Regions from separate parts of the Ovis aries genome. Here region 1 is linked to region 2. Evidence: chromatin contacts called from public Hi-C data. All regions are on one chromosome and are shown on one strand. Each heading gives the region's core, a stretch centred on a gene start, on an enhancer-like site or on the middle of the called end of the contact. The rest is flanking DNA. Distances are from core to core; before and after follow the strand shown. Region 1 overlaps AFF1 (ALF transcription elongation factor 1). Region 2 holds the start of AFF1 (ALF transcription elongation factor 1).

The links. Hi-C and Micro-C count contacts between places; a contact is called where the count stands out from the background.
Region 1: a Hi-C map of blood shows a contact between it and region 2, with 1.8 times the contacts expected there. The contact joins the enhancer-like site here to the promoter of AFF1 in region 2. A contact is called at or near these places in 5 of 16 Hi-C or Micro-C datasets (blood, hypothalamus, liver and 2 more).

The regions. Positions count from the first base shown.
Region 1 is chr6:102,709,187-102,714,572 of ARS-UI_Ramb_v3.0, reverse strand. AFF1 (ALF transcription elongation factor 1) reads right to left here. Exons shown (of 19, transcript XM_042251616.2): 6 at 2,109-2,160. Among named protein-coding and RNA genes, the nearest start is that of KLHL8, 120 kb to the left of the region's middle. Within about 2 kb of position 3,217, at least 4 of the 54 cell types and tissues checked have an H3K27ac peak or open chromatin away from gene starts, as enhancers often do.
Region 2 is chr6:102,558,761-102,564,348 of ARS-UI_Ramb_v3.0, reverse strand. AFF1 (ALF transcription elongation factor 1) reads right to left here and starts at 1,501. Exons shown (of 19, transcript XM_042251616.2): 1 at 1,221-1,501. LOC121819846 (a long non-coding RNA gene) reads right to left here. Exons shown (of 3, transcript XR_006060196.2): 3 at 3,014-4,924.

The DNA.
Region 1 (5,386 bases), core at 1,968-4,467, 150 kb before region 2:
TCCTCCCTTCTCCAAATCTATTAGGATCAAAACAAATGTTCTTCTCTAGGTTAATTTTATACATGGCAAAGCAATAGTTTTTATCCAGAAAACACTACAGGGACTTCCCCACTGGTCCAGTGGTTAGGAATCCGCCTGCCAATGCAGGGGACACAGGTTCGATCCCTGGTCCGGGAAGATTCCACATGCCACGGGGCAGCTAAGCCGGCGCACCACAACATTTGAGCCCGAGTGCCGTAGAGAAGCAGTAAGAGAAGCCACGGCAGTGAGAAGCCCAGGTACCACAACTAGAGAGTAGTTCCTGCTCGCTGCAACTAGAGAAAGCCCTTGCACAGCTACAAAGACCCAGCATAGCCAAAAAATAAATACACTTATAAATTATTTAAAATTTTTCAAATTAAAAAATAAAACACTACACGTGTCACAGGATATGAGCATATCTGTGATAAACTTGCAGGAACCTCTGATTTCTGTGGTTTAACTCACTTCATCAGGAAAGCAACCCCAAGTAGCAAAATGGTCACAGAAAACGCTCTGAGTCCCTACGAATGACCTCAGTCTGAAAGCTGATGGAAAACAGAGCGGGCAGGGGCAGCTCGGACCAGGTCAGATCCAGGGGCCTTTCTCCCTCTATACACCAGCCCAGGACACAGCCCCTTCCTTCCTTAGGTGCAGCTGCCCCCACTCGCTCTGCTGCTCAGGGAGCTCCTTGTCTCTGTTCTTACTGCCAAGTTCTTGAAGGGCTGCAAGCACTTCAACTTGCCTTCCCTCGCTGCCCCCAGTAAAGACATTAGCTGGGTCCTCTTATGGTCTATGTGGCTTTACTACCAACCATCATACCAAGAGCACAAGGTGTACAACCTGAGGGAAGTCACAAAGCACCCACAGGGTTATTGCAGGTGTGGTCCCTGGAGGTGTCCTGTCTATCCTTCACCAGCCACCCACTGGCTTAACCAACCACCTGCACCTCTAAATGCAATCTAAGGCAGTGGTTCTTGATCTTCAGAACACAGGAGAAAGAAAACTTTTTTCTTTTTTTAAGCAAAAAGAAAGGGAAAAAGAAAAGGCAAAAAAAAAAAAAACAACAACAACAAAAGGCAAAGAATAACTAACATAGGGTTAATTTTTTTTTTCTAGTAAAGGAAAATAGAGCAAAAATTAATCAACAGATTTTTATTATACACCCAAATCCAACCTGGAAACTATAATAAATTTAGCTTTTCAACAACAACAACAAATTTTTTTTTTCTTACTTTACCATGAAGAAGTGAAAGTAACTACATCGAGGACCTGGCTCTGGAAATAGTTATTTTACCCAGTCTCATATTCAGTCATGGTGAAGAAAGAAAACAACCTCTTTGCCTCAACTATATAGTTTCCAAAATATTCAATCCAGCACAGCACCGCCTTCCAAAAATGCATGGACAAATAGTAGGCCTTAAAATGAGAAGAAAGTTGAAGTCCTCGGAGACAAGCAATGCTATGTTAGTAACTGATCAAATATCTGAGGCGAGAAAGATCTCCTCACTCACTAGCTGAACCACTGCTAGTTATGGGAAGAATTATTAGTTCAATACCACCAAGAAATGACAAATTAGGTCAAAACGCTGGTTTAAAAATCTCTACTATGTAGTTTCAACTGTTTCAAAAACCCCAAACATATCTGGACTTACTTGGCCTTAATAAAGAACAGCTGGGCAGCAAGACATTCTTTAGTAGTTAAAATGAGGCCAAAAAAGTGGCAGAAAATCTGAGACTGTGTACAACCCCCCCCCCCACAATTTGCTTCCAAAAGCTAAAGCTATTTAAGACTGAAATTTATAAAGCTAAAACCTTCTATTTTCCAGGGTTAACATGTAAATAATGGCTCAAATGCCTTTCTTTTTGAGAAAACCCCCTTAGCAAATGCTTAAGGTGCCTCAACTTTCAACAGGAGAACTTAACCCCAGTAGAAATGTAGGTCATTTCTTCCCTTCACAACTCAGCAGTGTTTTATGAGTCATCTTTTAAAAACAAGGGGGGTGGGGGTGGGGGGGAATCTAAGCAACAGATTTACATGGGAAATTATAACATTATAAACTTTTAATAAACAAAAGCATGTTACTTACGATGTTCCCTGCTGAGAATTACTGTGAGTTTTGGAAGATGTATCATATTGTTCTGTGGAGGAGGGAAAAATGATCAGATGAGCACAATGACAAATTCATGAGACTGTTAGTTATAAACCCCCCCTTTTTTTCCCTGCTATTTCCCACCACCTTTTCACCTAAAAACACTTAGTACACTTAAATTTTGTCAACAGAGAGCTATTATAAAATAACATTTATGTTACATCTTGAGAGAAGGCTTACTCAGAACTGAAAAACCCTGAGAGTGCTGGCTGGCCAGCCGACCCCACAGAAGACTCTCTTGGGGTCCGCTGATGGGGGCTCCTGTGGAAGCACCGTGACGCCACCCCACCTGGTTTGATGTCACACATCCATCAGCGATTTGCTAGCACTCTCTTTCATGTGCTCCCACCTGTCCCCCCATCATTCAACACCCCCAATTCATTCATTCAACTGCTGGTCACAAACCGCCTCTTACAGACACCTAGATGCTCAAGACATTTGCCCCCATCCTCGATGAGTGTACAGCTGACGGAGGGACAGCAACCGGGAACGCGCATCTACAACCTAGGCAGTGAGAGATCCGCACACAAACCCATCGTCTAAATGAAACGTCCCGGGAATCTAGAGATGCATCACACCACTGGTCATGACGAAAGAAGGCAAATCAGAAAAGAAACAAAATTAAGTGTGTTGCAAAGGATGGGTGAGATTTTTGACAGAAATGACTGCAGGCAAGCGGGAGATGAGAGCGAAGAAGGCCCTCAGGCAAGAAGAGACGATGTGAAGGCAGGCAAGAAACGTGGGAGCAATTGAAATGGTGCAGATCAGAAAGGCGAAGGTTGGGGTGCAGAGTGTGTGGAGGGCAACGTGAAGGGCTCTGGGGAGGTCAGAGGGCTCCGAGTGCCATAACGGGACGTTAATACTTTGAGACGCCACCAGGCACAATACAACAATTTCTCAGAAAGAGGAACCTGCTGGTGTTACCTGACATGACCCAGAAAGGAACAGGAAATGTTAAGTGTAGAGGCTGAAGAGCAGCTGGGAGACCGTGTCTGTGTCTGGACCTGACGCAGAAGCTGAATGGCAACATGGGTGCCTTTCAGACAGCGGGGAGTAGAGTAACCACAAATGACCCAGAAGACCCTTAAATAACTGCAGTTCAGGGCTTCATCCTCATGGGGGCAGCAGCTCTTACCCAGTATTTTCAGTTCGTTTCCCCTTCTGGCTAGCAAATTAGGGCTGGGATTACAAATTAAAGGAGCTAAAGTCCATGCACAGGGGCTTCCACACAGACATCCTGACCAGGTCCTAAGCTCCATGAGGCTCTGGTAATCCTCAAGCAGCTGTGCTTTTTTGCACATGTGGACATAAATCCTGGGACATACAGGGATGTATATATGGGATATACTTCATTTTCTGTGTGCATGCATCCTAAGTCGCTTCAGTCATCTCTGAATCTTTGCAACCCCATGGACTGTAGTCCGCCAGGCTCCTCTGTTCATGGGATTCTCCAGGCAAGAATACTGGAGTGGGTTGCTATGCCTACCTCCAGGGGATCTTCACGACCCAGGGATCGAACTCGCATCTCTTTTGTCTCTTGCATTGGCAAGCGGGTTCTTTACCACTTCATTCTCTACAGACTCCAAAAGCCTAATTTTTCATGAAATTTGAATTTGCTTGTTGGGCATACTTTGAGAAACAGATGTCACACTTCATTTCTCTGAAAGCTATTATCTGCACATACTCCACTCCATCTTCAACCAGCACACAACCAGACCCCTCTTGGGTCCGACTAGCACCCCTCTCTCACTCCTGCCCACGTCCTCACAGGGGTAAACCAGCTTTTCCAGAACCAATAGACAGAACGGCAGCAGCATAAAAGACCCCAAGGTAATAAGCATCTGCTGAGCCCAGACCTAGGGATGACCTGCCAGCATCTGAAAACTTCATCAGGGCAACGAGGACTCAGCCTACACTGTTCCACAGGCCTGGAGGGCCTCCACCCCCGGCAAAGTTCAACTGTATTGTGCTAAAAGGAGAAATCACACAGTTTGAAGGATCACAGGGTCTTTTTAAACCAGGAGGTAGCAATCATGCAAACTGTGAGTGACTCAGTGGAAGGCATATAATATGCGTGACTGGCAGCCCTAGAAGGTGGGGGGAATTGAGGGGTGGAGGAGCAAGAAGGAGAAGGGTGCATAGCAGTCCTGTCCACAGCGGAGCTGTGCCACTTCACTTGTTATCTATCTTTGGATAGGCTGCCAAGAGGTTGAGAAACAAAGATTTCCCAGTCTCCCCAATACCATGCAAGATGGTCAAGTCCGTATCTCTGCATTTGGGAGAAATTTAGTTAGGAGTTACTCACAAGGTCTTACTCACTATCTGTAGAGCGGGGAGAAGCACACTTTTTCTGTAAAGGTCCGATGGAACTATTTTAAACTTTGCTTGCTATATAGTGTGAGACATGATGATAAATGAATGAGCATGGGTGTGTCCTAATAAAACCTTCTTTATGAAAACTAGCTGGACAACAGATTTGACTCTTAGGCTATAGGCTTCCCCTATTCTAGAGAAAGACTAATTCCATTTTTTATTTTCCCTCATCTCTTTTGTTCTCCTCAAATCCTTGCAATAGAAATAATTGGATAATCAAGGGAAAAATATAAGTGAGGGAAAAGAATGAGATGGAAAGATCTGAAGAAGAGTTACCTTCATGGAATATCTATGAGCAACCTTCTCCCACACATATGAACACACCACACACCTTACTTTGGTCTCCCTAAGCCCTGTGAAGACCAATACATCGTAACTTGGGCACTCACCATATGTTGATGAACTAAATGACTGGAAGTACATCAGTCATTTTTGTAAGGCTTGAAATGCCTTGGATATAGTTGGGAAACAAAGAATTTAGTGAACCAAAGGGTTACAGATAAAGAGAGAGGCTAGATCCAGTGAAGGTTCTGTTTCCTCCTGAATTCTCCAGTATTTACAATCCATTTAAAAGAACCAAAAACGAATTATAAGGCCAATATATACAGAAGGTCTAAAGAAGCTGTGTGTTCTCTTCCCTGTAGAAATTTCTTTTGTTTAAAATAAATACAAGAAGCACAGAAAATACTCCAATTTGTCTTTTTATACAATTCCTGGGTAACTGTATATGCTTTTAGAGTCACTCTCGAGATATTTATCGTATGTCAGGTAACGCCAAATTATATTTGTTAGGTACTTTAGTAAGACACTTTCATTAACTCTTTGCATTAATCTGAAATTCC
Region 2 (5,588 bases), core at 252-2,751:
CTCACCTGCCAAGCGTCTCAAGAAACACCCATGGGTCTTCGCCTTAATGTACGGTTTCGGCTTTAAGATTTAAATCTGTCTGGTTTCTTGATGGTAGGTCATCCATCCTCCCCGCCCCCATCCCCTCCTGCAACGTGCACCAACTGGGTTAAGATTATCCCACCCCACTGTTTTGTTAAAAAAAAAAAAAAAACTTCGTCTGCAAGGCCTTCCCCACCCCCACTTCGACACCCACCCCCACCCGTCAACAGAGATGGGCTCCCGGAAGACCGGACTCATCTCCACCTCCAAAGCCAAGGGTCTTCCCAGGGCAATTTACATAACAATACGGGGTTTGCGGAGACTAACCCAGGAGGAAAGTCGCAAGACCCCTTGCAGGTCCCTCGCAGCTTCATTAACGTAACTCCCAAGCACCTTAAGGTAAAGGATGATTCCTGTAACGCTCCAGGTCCTCTCCCTCCTAATTCGCCAACCCCGGCGCTCGCAAAGTCGGAGGGCTAGCGTGTGGCAGTCAGAGGCTCAGACATCAAGAAGAATGTATCACCGAGGGAAATTAACCAGTTCCACGCTCTGCAGACGCCGTCTCCCTCTGCGCCAGAAGCAGGTCTCAGAAGGTGCCTCCAACTTTTCCCCTCCCTCTCTGGAGTCTGCGGACCACCGCCGCACACCTCCATCTCGATCACAATTTGAGGAGACTGGAACCACTAATCTCTCTCCTAGACGTAGTGGGGGAGGGGTGACGATAAAGGGGGGAGGGGGCCTCGTAACGGAGAAGAGAAAAGCCCCGCTTTTACCCCCACTCCGCAGAGAAACTTCTGGGACTCTTCTATTACGCAACCCCGGGACCAGGTTCCAATACATGAACATCTTTCCGCAAGACGCGGGGCGCACGGGCAGACGTGGGATTCGGTGGAGTGAGAGAGGTGGGGAGGAGGACGGGTCTCTTCCTGCGCTCCCCTCCCCAGTTTTTCTAGACGCTACCTGCGGGGAATTGGTAAGGGCGGTAGAGAGCTCGGCGTCTCCCTCGCCCGTTCTCCCCGAAGGTTCCCACCGGAAAAGTGGGAACGCCAAGCGACTTGAGTCAGCGTGCTGGGAAGCCGGCTGCCAGGCGGGAGAGCCGGGGCTTCCCAGAAGTCAGCGGCCGCGGCGCCGGGACCGGGATGACCACCCCAACCCCCCCACCTCCAGCTCGGGGTAGCGGGGCGCAGGATTCCGCTCACCTTCCAGACCTGGAGTCCTCCACTCTCTGCTCGCGCGCCCTCGCCGCCTCCGCCCGCCCCTGACCTGTTGCGGTGAGGAAGGGGCGCAGGTGCGGGGAGCGCGGGGCGCTCAACGACGGCTCGCGTGGGACCCGGCGCCCAGCCGCGGAGGCGAGAACGCAGCTGTGCCAGCGACGCGCGCGGGCGGCGGCCGAGTGCGCAGGGGCCGCGCGCTCGTCCGCTCGCTGGCTGGCTAGCCCCGCGCGCCGGCGGCCCCCGGAACGCCCGGGAGGCGAGGCCCCGCCCTTCCCCGGGAGGCCACGCCCCACCCCGAGTTTCTCGGCCCCGCCCTGCCCACGCCCTCTCCCTGGCACCACCCTGATGAGAGGAACTTGCGCGGGCCCTCCGCGGGAGACCAGTGGGAGGACCCAGGGCCAGCAACCTCTAGGAATGAATACTGCAGTGACCGTACACCGGCAGCGTGGGTGACCCTGCCCCGGCCTGCTGCGGGGCACCGCAACCCTTTCGCTTTGCAGCGAGAATGAGCTTAGGGTCAAGTTTTGACTAAAAGTGTCAAGGAGTCTTTTCTGCAGTGTCCTATTCTGTAGAAAGATGATAATAACTCACATCTGGAGAGGGTTAAATGGTTTGTAAAGAGCTTTTCGCACTCAAGCCCAGCTCATCGTCATAACAGCCGCATGAAACAGACACAGTATTGCTGCCATCTCCCAAATAATGAAACCGAAGGGGTAGAAACAGTGTGCCCAGTGTCCGCAAGTTAAAAAGTGGCACGAGAAACCAGGCCTCCCAAATCCAGCCTCCCCAGTTCTTGCTCTTCAGCAGCCCAACCCCAGAAAATTCTAATGGGTACTGGGGCTTTGGCAAACAGATCCAAAAAGAAGGCTACTGCCTAGTTGCTACCCAATCCCTTGTTGAACATAGGAAAGAAAGCGTCCTCCTGAACTCTTAGTGGCATCTCACCTTCCTCCCTGAAAAGGATGCAGGAAGATGTCATCAAACGGCCTAGACAGGATTTTTCCCATGTCTTAATGGTTTAAAATGTTTTCAGATTTTTTTTTTTAATGTGGACCGTTTTTAAAGTCTTTATTTAATTTGTTACAGTATTACTTGTGTTTTGTGGTTCCTCCTTTTGGCCATGAGACACGTGAGATCTTAACTCCCTGCCAGGTATTGAACCCTGCCTTCTGCATTGGAACCTGAAGTCTTAACCACCGGACTACCAGGGAAGTCCCCCCCTAATGGTTTCAATGGGTGAAATCATTTGGATCAAGACAATCACCTTTTTCATATGCAATAGAATATAAATTAATATAATGTATGAAAATAACTCCTCTTTCTTGCCCTGTTTTTTCATTTGTTGCTGTTGTTGCTCTGCCCCTCCTGATTTCTTCATTGTCCACATAAACACTGTTTGAAAAGCTAAGTGATAGATATTCGCATTTCCAAATTAAACTCTTGGCTGCTTGATCCCATGGATTGTTTTGCAAAATATAAGTCTTTTCCTTACTCCCTATGCTCCCACAATTATATTGATTTACCTTAACAGCTACAATAATTAAGGCGCCCCTGATGAGATCTACTGTGCCTCTGGGTGAAAGCTTTGGAGGTCTTCCCTAGACAGGTGGGACAGCCATCACCCTGGACAGATGCCAGTTTGCACACTTCTTAAATGTTTCTAACAAAGATTGATATCTATTCTAATCATAACGAATATGTTAACCTTTTTGTTATGGAATTAATATATTTCATTGTAAAATATGTATAAGCTTATATATAAATAAAAACATATGTCATATTTTTAAATATAAATTTATTTATTTTAATTGGAAGCTAATTACTTTACAATACTGTATTGGTTTTGCCATACATTGACATGAATCCGCCACGGGTGTACATGTGTTCCCCATCCTGAACCCCCTCCCACCTCCCATTTTTTTATTTTTTAAACACTTTATTTTATATTGGAGTGTAGCTGATGAACAAGGCTGCAATAGTTCCAAATGGACAGCAAAGGGACTCAGCCATACATGTACATGGATCCATTCCCCCTCAAACTCCCCTCCCATCCAGCCTGACACATAACAATGTGCAGAATTCCCTGTGCAATAAAGTAAGTCCTTGTTGGTTATCCATTATCAATACAGCAGCACGTACTTGCATGAGTGCCTGCTAAGTTGCTTCAGTCGTGTCCAACTTTCTGCGACCCTGTGGACTGTAGCTTGCCAAGCCCCTCTGTCCATGGGGATTCTCCAGGCAAGAATACTGCAGTGGGTTGCCATGTTCTCCTTCAGGGGATCTTCTCAAGCCAGGGATTGAACCCACATCTCTTGCATCTCCTGCATTAGCAGGCAGATTCTTTACCACTACCGCCATCTGGGAAGCTCCGTGAGTACCTCATCAATCCCAAATTCCCTAACTATCCCTTCCCCACATCCTTCCCCTGCTGGCAACCATAAATTCATTCTCCAAGTCTGTGAGTGTGTTTCTGTTTTGTAAATAAGTTCATTTGTATAATTTTTTAGATTCGGTAGGTAAGGGACATCATGCAATATTTCTCCTCTTTTTGACTCATTTGACACAGTGTGACAATCTTTAGGTCCATTCATGTTGCAAACATGACTGAGCGACTGAACTGAACTAATGTTGTTGCAAATAGATTATTTCATTCTTTTTAATAAACCTAGTCATACTTTATAATCTGAAGGGTTTTTTTTTTAATCAATCTAAAACTTTTTCCTTTGTTGTGTTCCTAATCCAATAAAGTCTCCTAATGCCTTCAATCTGTAGTCAATTTAGTAAATAACATTGACACTGTAAGTTTGATAATTTGACTTTACTGCTTTTGGAGGTGAGGGATATAATGCTGCAGGTTTTGTTGTTGTTGTTGAAAATGATGTAGCTTTGGTTCAGAGGATAGCTCATGACATTGATAGGAATATTTTCAAGGCAATGTGCTAGGGAATGGGCCATATCAATGACACAGAGCACCTATTTTCATGAGCTTCTGGTGCCTTGCAGAAACAGGTAGGTAAATAGAAAATTCCAATGCATACTTCTATTAATTAATTTCCGGAAAGGTAGTTCAGTTCAGTTCAGTCGCTCAGTCATGTCCAACTCTTTGCAACCCCATGGACTGCAGTACACCAGGCCTCCTTGTCCATCACCAACTCCTGGACTTTACTCAAACTCATGTCCATTGAGTCAGTGATGCCATCCAACCATCTCATCCTCTGTTGTCCCCTTCTCCTCCTGCCTTCAATCTTTCCCAGCATCAGGGTCTTTCCCAATGAGTCAGCTCTTCGCATCAGGTGGTCAAAGTACTGGAATTTCAGTTTCAACATCAGTACTTCCAATGAACATTCAGGGCTGATTTCCTTTACCATTGACTGGTTGGCTCTCCTTGCAGTCCAAGGGACTCTCAAGAGTCTTCTCCAACACCACAGTTCAAAAGCATCAATTCTTCGGCGCTCAGCTTTTTTTATAGTCCAACTCTCACATCCATACATGACTACTGGAAAAGCCGTAGCCTTAACTAGATGGACCTTTGTTGGCAAAGTAATGTGTCTGCTTTTTAATATGCTGTCTAGGTTGGTCATAACTTTTCTTTTAAGGAGTAATCGTCTTTTTATTTCATAGGTGCAGTCACCATAAAGGAAAAGCAGTCATTCTTGTGAGTTTTTAAGTTGCTTTTCTGCCTTTTCTCCCTGTCAAATTGTATATAATCAGTTAATAAGCAGGTTGTTTTAAATAGTGATTGAGTGCATACTAAGTCGCTTCAGCAGTGTCCAACTCTGTGCAACCCCATGGATTGTAGCCCATCAGGCTCCTCTGTCCATGGGATTCTCCAGGCAAGAATACTGGAGTGGGTTGCCATGCCCTCCTCCAAGGGATCTTCCCAACCCAGGGATTGAACCCAGTTCTCCTGCCTTGCAGGCAGATTCTTTATCATCTGAGCCAGCAGGGAAGCTACATCTAAATTTTCAAAAAATGTATGACATAATTGAAAAGGGATTATGCAAGGGAGATGTAGACATTACACTTTGTTAGCTCTCTATCTTCATTATAGGAATTCTTCAATTACATTTTTAGTTCACTGGCTAAAATTCTAGCACTTTCTTCATCTTTACAACTTAGTCATTTTATTTCTGATCATGTTTCTGCTTAGGTGAAGCATGTCTCTGACATAAGTGATCTTTTTTTATAACAGAAATGAAAAAAATTTTTGCCTTTTTTTTTTGGTAATAAACTATGGAACTTTTCCAGCTGCCTCTCTGTGTAAGGACTCCTGGGGTTTTACCTGAAATTTTTCAGCCATGATTCTACTTAAATTTTGCAAACAAACAAATGAATCTCCAGGGACTCAGTGAA